Regions from separate parts of the Pan troglodytes genome. Here region 2 is linked to region 1. A link is a contact called in public Hi-C data. All regions are on one chromosome and are shown on one strand. Each heading gives the region's core, a stretch centred on a gene start, on an enhancer-like site or on the middle of the called end of the contact. The rest is flanking DNA. Distances are from core to core; before and after follow the strand shown.

What was found. Hi-C and Micro-C count contacts between places; a contact is called where the count stands out from the background.
Region 2: a Hi-C map of induced pluripotent stem cells shows a contact between it and region 1, with 2.2 times the contacts expected there. The contact joins the enhancer-like site here to the promoter of ADAMTS6 in region 1. A contact is called at or near these places in 3 of 7 Hi-C or Micro-C datasets (blood, induced pluripotent stem cells and stem cell-derived neural progenitor cells) and 1 of 1 datasets of contacts at active chromatin or transcription factors (stem cell-derived excitatory neurons).

Annotation. Positions count from the first base shown.
Region 1 is chr4:49,150,191-49,153,981 of NHGRI_mPanTro3-v2.0_pri, forward strand. ADAMTS6 (ADAM metallopeptidase with thrombospondin type 1 motif 6) reads left to right here and starts at 1,898. Exons shown (of 26, transcript XR_010157222.1): 1 at 1,898-2,523.
Region 2 is chr4:49,535,521-49,539,311 of NHGRI_mPanTro3-v2.0_pri, forward strand. No RefSeq gene overlaps it. Among named protein-coding and RNA genes, the nearest start is that of CWC27, 340 kb to the right of the region's middle. Within about 2 kb of position 2,066, at least 13 of the 24 cell types and tissues checked have an H3K27ac peak or open chromatin away from gene starts, as enhancers often do. A contact at or near this core is called in induced pluripotent stem cells, stem cell-derived excitatory neurons and stem cell-derived neural progenitor cells, where this site is marked.

The DNA of each region.
Region 1 (3,791 bases), core at 648-3,147:
ACTTTGTAGGGCAGTTTATCTTAGTTGAGGGTAAAATCTTTTCAGAGCTTATATAGATGTTTACTGCTCATACCTTTATTTTTTGTGTGTGTGCTGGCTGTCCCTATTTACTGCCAGTACTTGAAAAATTAAGGAAGGTTAAGGTTCAACACTATTTAAATAGTCATTTGATGCCTACTTTTCTTATTTTTGGTGTTTACAATTATTGCTATATTTTGCTACCTCATGTATTTCACATATATGTACACACATATATACACATACAAATACACACACATACATACATACATATGAATCATCTTTATTTAAAACTCAATGCCCACTATTGAACAGATGTCTACATTTTAAATGGCTTTTAGCCAGATACTACTGATTAAGGTCAGGATGAGGACTATTGACTCTGTGGACAGATGCTTTCCACTTTAAACCCTTGAAGAAGAATTGAAATAACTGTATTCTTGGACGTTCTCAGTCTGATTCATGCCTCCTTTTAGCCAACTATTCATAGATTCACCAGAAGAATTACACCTACTACCTCCGGCGTAGGAAGAAAAAAAAAAATCAAATGGGCAATAATGTTAGCAGAAGCTTGAAATTTAAGAGCCGGTATTCAGAAAGATCATCCTTCCTACCCCCTTCCCTCCGGTCCAGTTCTTTCTGGTTCTCACCATCGGAAATCGACTTGGCATTAACTAAGGGCTGGAATTTCAAGGCGTCAATTTTCCCCTGCCCCCAACCTCGGAAACTCTTAAACAGCTCCCTATTCTACATTCAATGGTAGAGACAGATAAATGATGCAGCAGATTACACCGTTGAAAGGCAACATTTGTCCTGAGCTATTTTCACATTTTTTCCTGTTTCCGATGTATGTGCCAGACTTTGTTTGCTTGCTTAGGACATGGAAAACACTGGGCATTTTCTCCCCAGCGGCTTTCATTCTCAGCAAATGAAAGTGAAAGTGCTACATTGTAGCGGTATTTTATCCTTAAAGTCTGGACTGGCAGCTGGTGGGTAGGGGGGAGGGAGGGTGGGATTGGGAAGGTTGAAGAACCAGTTTTGAGGTTTTGTTTGTTTATCTTGAGATCGCAGCAGGGTTCCTGTTTTTTTCCCTTCCTTTTTTTTTTTGGTGGTGGGGTCCTACTTCGGATTTATTTTCATTTGGGCAGTCATTGAAGTTTCATTCAATGGACTGACTTAAAAAAATACACTCCACTTGTGGCTTTTCCCGGTTGCACTTTAAAACACCATCCAGTCTCACCCTCATCTGGAAATAATGCAAGCTTCTCTCTTCCTTCCCCCGCTCCCTCCTCCCCTACTTTTTTTTTTTTTTTCTTCTTCTTCTTTTAAAGCTCCACATAACCTGAAGTCGATAATCAGATGGAAAATGTGCTGGTATTAGTTTACTTTAGTTTACTTTCCCTTTTGGTGCTAACCTTACTTGCTGAAGTATGTATAAAACACAGGCATTTTGTACACTTGTAGCTACTGAGTCTTGTGCCTGCTGCACGAATCTAAGCTTTAAGTTTCCTCAGAGGCACTGTTTACGTGCAAGTTTTAACATTTTGATTGTGTGGATTTTAAAAATAAAATTACACGGAGAATGACACCAGAGATCTTAACAGTGACATTAGTCCATCTAAAGTCATTCATCCTTCTCCCTCCCCCTTCATTTTTCTAAGAAACAACTAATAGCAAACCAGGCTAGAATTTCTAAGAGAGTTTAGAGGAGGAGGAGGAAAAGAGGCGGAATGAGATAGGACAGAGAGGTTAGAGAGGCCAGAATTTCTCTCATTCACAGTGTGGAAAAGTTGACATTGTCTAAGCCCTTCTGAATGGCTGGTAGTTGGTTACCCCGATTGTACCTCTACCTCCCCTCCCCCTCCACGTGACGACCCAGGACACATGCGCACCCGACGCAGCCCAGGCACATCTGCAGACTGACGTCAGTGTGCTCTGCCTCCGAGGAAAAGCTGCCAAAATTTTCTCCTGCTGCAATTCAAGTTGGCTGGGGGCCGGTAGTGAGATCTAGGGCTACTTCAACAAAACTTTGCTGCCCTTCCTGCTCCTCTTGTCTTCTTTTCTCCTGATACCTTTTGATGCTCTGCACATGTTATTTGCATAGCAAAGGCACTAAGCTTTCCAGGAAGAGAGGGCACCACTTCCACCCCCAATAAGTCTTTTTTCCCGTCTTTTCTTTCTTTTCCTTTCCTTTTTTGGGGGGTGGGGAGGGAGAGAAAGGGGGTTTGCAAAGGCAGCATCTCAGAGTGATAGCCTAGATGTATTGAAGGCATCTCTTATTCTGCCAAATCGGAAAGTCAGTTCTCTAAAGCCCGGGTTAGCCAGACCATAGGGTTTTATTCTGGCTGCAGAATAACTGGCTGGTGTGGCTTTGCAAAGGGGGGCAAAAAATAAAAAAATTAAAAAAATTAAAAAAAGTTAGAGAGGAGAGGGAGTACGTGAGTCGTCCAGTGCAATCTCTATTGTCTGAAACTTACTTTTTATCAGAATTTGAAGATGAAAACGGTAAGGAAGACTTAACAATATTCAATGGAGCTTTTTTTTTTTAAACCAACAACTTGTGCTTTGCTTGTCTTCCGAATAACGCTTAGAAAACTTTTTTTCTGTGTGTGTGTTTTTTTGTTTTTTTTTTTTAATGGCAATGAGTGAGCTTGACTGAACTCATTTTACAAATAGATATCTTTTTAACTCCAGACTTGTCGGGGGTTGTAGAATTCTGGGACTTGCAGTTATTTTATGATGCAAAAAAATACGTTTATTTTATGAATATACAATACATGTTTTGTGAAGTGGACTTGATTATGATTATTGTAATCTTTTAACTGATCACCAAATAGTAATCCGGAAGGTAATAATGATGTGTGTGTTTTAAATTGATTTCCAGTTTTCTTAAAGAAAAGTCTTATGCATTTTGTAGTTTCATGTCAGTGTCGTTAAGTCTTCAGACAAGTGCATATTTTATGCCTGGGCTCAGAGGGTAGCATTAATGTGCTAGCTGTAGCCCCGATGCTCTAGGACATGTTAAGCTCTTAATAGGCTAATCAAAGAGATGGAAACGTGTGTTTTTGATTTACTTTTGGCCACTTGGGACGTGCTAGACTCATAACCCTCCGGAGCCTTGTTTATCGGGGTATGTCTGTATATATGGTGTATGGGACCAAAGTTCAGGGATTGAGGAGGGAGAGTGAGAGTGCAGGAATGGGGTATTGGGAAGCCTCTTTCTGATAATATGTGCTACAATTCCTGTCTTTGATGCTTTCTTTCCCTGTACTAGAGGAAAAGTGAGCGAGAGATTGAGAAAGCGCACTGAGAGGGAACAAGAGAGTGAGTTTCTTACTCTTGTTTTTATTTGAGCTGCCGGTGCAACGCGTTTGGGCCAGATGCCAACTGTCTGGGTCACACGCGTTTTATCCAAATAGATTTAGCGCTGCTGTCTGGAAATGGGCTGCTGAATGTTAACTTTAGGATCAACTCAACCAGGGCAGCTCAGACTGTTACCCTCTGTCTGGGCGAAGTGGAATGGTGGGGGCGGGGGGAGGTGAGGGTGTGCAGAGCAGAGAGAAAAAGGGAAACTGAACCATTGCTTGGAACTTTAAAAAAGACACTTGAGTGTGATTTTCAACATGTTCTTTTTATGTTCAAGTGTCGTGGACTAATTTTCTGTTCTTTTTTCTTTCTTTTTAGTTTCTGTTGATTAGACTGAAATGTTTAGATGTGGGGATGACAGTTTTCAGAATTCATGACAGGAAAAGAAACGTAACACAAAATTGGTG
Region 2 (3,791 bases), core at 816-3,315, 390 kb after region 1:
GGATTGATGACAGATTATTTTAGGAGGGTAAGCTTGGCCAGATGGAGAGGGCTTTGAATGCCAGGCAAAAACACCTGGTAATAAACTTTAGTTAGTAGGCAGCCTTCAAAGGTTTCAGATACTCCCTAAAAGAAACTGACTTGTGTTATTTTCTTACCCCTTCAAAGCATCCCTGTGAGACCAGTCCCTGTTATCTAAACGTATTTTTCTCCTATCATGTCGTGTCTTCCTTTGTTGACTTTATTTCTAAAAATATTAGGTGTGACTCTGACACTTTTGGTATCTGGGACTGCTCAGCAGCTTTCTCTAGCAGGTAGTTAAGTTTTCTTTTCTTCTATCCTATTACTTCCAGTTCCATCCCTCAGGGACCATGAGAAACAATTCCACTTCTCCTTATGTTTATATTCGGAGGATGCTTATAGAGTTTCCACATTCCCTGTGCTTTGAGCTCAGCCAAGGTATACATACTTAATTCTTTTAATCTCTCCCCCTAAGTCACTCCCTCTGGCCCCTTAAGCATCCTAATTGCTCTTCTCTGAAAGGCAGCCAGCTCATTATGTGCATCTTCCTTGGGAGGCAATGAGGAACATAGTATTCCCCGTGTGGTCTCACTAGACTCATATATTACCTCCCAGTTGCATCCCACGACTGGACATGTGGAGCCGCGCCCCTTCTGCTCCCCGCTCCCTACAGTGCGCCCTGGCCTCAGTAAATCCCTTATCTCAACAGGTTATCTCCCATTTCCAGGTGGCCTGTTCCAAAGCTTGGAACCTGTGTTCACCACATGTTCAACCCCCAGCTCCCGTCTCAGGAGGTCTCTTACTGGGGAAGGTGGCCCGGAACCAGGACGAGTATCTGTGGAAAATTGCAGCTAAGCTTGCGTAAGTAAACCTTGGAAGAGGAGAGGCTGCGGAGTGCCCAGAATTAAGAGATGCCGCGTCCTGCCATGAGCTCCCCGGCCTGCCCGGCTGTGACAGTATTCAAGAAGGTGCAACTTGGAGGCTTCGCCTCTGTTTCCAATTATCCCTTTTATCTCTGCTCTAGCCCCTCTCCTTACCTAAGTGTTTTCATAGCTCTCAGTCATTACTGTTTAGCTTTGTGAGGATAAACGTGAAACCAAACAAATTATACATATCCTGTCTCAAGATGTGTTATCACCCTCTGACTAGAAACCCCCAGAAGCCTGCGGCTTTTGAAAGCTCTAGGTTTTTTTTTAAGCTTTGAAAAAAAAATGGTGGCAGAGGTTAAACTGCCTTTGAGAAAGCCAAATGTTTGGATTTCAGTGAAGGTTGACATGGAAACCCACCTGAGGCTTCCTCGAGTGTCTCGGGAGGAAATAAAACCCGAGCTGGATGCTCCTGCTGCTGGGGGAGGAACAGCTCCCAGGGCGGCCAGGTGGGGGCGGCGGGGCCTGAGGAAGCTGCCCGGGGCCGCACAAAAGGGAAATCGAGGAGAGGAAGCCAAAAGCCAGAAAGGGCACGACGGGGGCGTGGGTGCGGGTGTCCGGGGAGACCTCGGCCGTCCCAGAACTTTCCAGGGCCCGGGGACCTGCGCCGCCCCGACTGGAAAGTTGGTGTTTTTACTCGAAGCCCTTTCTGTGGGCAGTTTAATAACAAACAGCGGCCGCGGCAATGGCGTCCGCGCCGGCAGCGTCGGGGCGCCCGGAGGCGGGGCGCGGCGGGGCGGGACTCTCCTCCCGCTCGGGCCCGGGGCGACCGGCGCACCCCACAGTCGCTCCCGGCGGCCGCCGAGGCGAGGGGCGGCAGAGAAAGGTCGGGAGCACTGAAGCACCGGGGTTGCCGGAGGCGAGGGCACCCAAGTTTATGCAGCTTGGGGTGGACGCTCGACTGCTGAGCTGCAAATACACAGAAAGCTTTGCCCACCGCTCGCCCCGTAGGTTCATCGCTTTATTCCCATCTACACCCAGGCACAGGAGAACTAAAGTGAAGAGAGTTATCTTATGTTGGTTTCTTGGGGAGGAGGCGTGTGGAGGGGAGAGAGCCCTCCGGGAGAGACGAGGGAGAAAGGCAGAGGGAACCCATAGGGAGAGGAAGCAGGACGCCAGTGCTGCTTCCTAACACCTCTCTTTGTCTCCATTCAACACGGATTCCTCCCCATGGTGGGCCAGCCTTAGAGAACCCATTCGTCTTTGCCCCCAAGGCCACCACAGACTCTGTGTTTCTACCCTGAGTACTCGAGGATGCCCTAGAAAAGAAATCTTGAGGACCTCTCTCTTTGAGACTTTGAGGGCCTCCACCTTCCAGCCACTGTTTCGTCCAAGTCTGGGTTATCCATTCAGTAAAGGGTTGCCAGATGAAATACAGCACACTGAGTTCCTTGTGAATATCAGATAGACAACGACAAATTTTGAGCATAAGTATGACCCACACAAAAATTCGTGTGCGTTTGTTTGTTTTGTTAACTCTAGCAATCCTAATTCAGTACGTATTTCTGATTCTTCTTCAATTGCCGTCCAGACAGCAACCCTCTGAGACAGGAAGGGAGCGTGCTCTCACCAGGCACCATTTCCTGCCTCTCCCTCGGTCCCCTCTAAAATTGGTACACCTCAGGTGTTTTCTAGGGAAGTCCCACCGTAAGTGGAGAAAGAATAAAGATGGGAGTAGAGATCAGGGGTGAAGTAGTTTAAGGTCACCTAACCAAAAATTGGAAATTTCAAACGCAAGAGCTGAATTCTCCTTTATTGGAGGAATTAACAAGATGTGCTGTGAACATAAGAGTTAAATAGTAGTCGCCTTTTGTAAGCAACTCTAACAGAGGTTTACATTTGGGATTAATAGTAAACTCCCCAGGCCTTACTGACAGAAGAATGTAGTTGCCCAAATAAACAATGTTTTGATCGGGACTCGAGACCAACCCTCCGAGCACTCAGCCTCTTCCTAGCAGGAGCATTTCCCAACTCTGAAGTAATTTGTAATGTGCTGGGAAAACATTTTCAAAAAATGGATATCTAAGATACCATAAAAGGGAAAACAGTTCTCGCTTTTGAAGTAAGAAATACCATTTGCAGTAAAATTTCTTCCGTTTGCATTTCTGAATTATGTCTTGATAAAGCTAGGCTTACAGTGCCTGAGTGCTGCCTCCGACCTAGTAAGGAAGAGTCTAATGGAACAGTGTGGGTCTGGGGTTTACTGTCCTCTAAATATTATACTGTCTTCTTGGTACATAAAAGTAAGAATACCTCCCAATGATGGGATTACTGTAACTGGCCTTTACTTCCCACTGTAGGCTTCCTGGAACTGGCCTTTCAGACTGGAAGACCCCTCAGCACAATTCTGTCACACTGTCTCTCAGCGGCCACTGTTCCTTCAGGGGTAGAAAAAGTTAACATTTCCCAATAGCACTTTGACTAGAAACATGAATGTGCTGAGAAGCACAGAAAACATATTGTTTTACTGGGAGGTCTCAAATGGCTCCGGGAGGACTCCCTTGAAAAGGCCCTGGCTCTAGGTCAAACTCCAAAAGTGCTGCTCACTCTGCCCCCTGGTGCAAGTCGGTGTGCGGCTCACCCAGAAAGGAATTCTTCCCCCTTTCCAGGTGGTGTTGTGGACAGCTTTGGAGGACCCTGCTTCCCAGGGGACCAGTGACTGTTTCTCTATGTGTCATGAGCTGAAGGCCTGAGGATCTGAAGATTTGGATTCTCCTCCAGTTCACTCCTTCAACAAGTATTTGTTGATTATCTCCTGTGTCCATATCACTCTTCACCAGGCTATCAAGGGAGGCAGGCTTGTGGGTGAAGGGTGAATTCCGAGTCATCGTGGGGAGTGATGAGG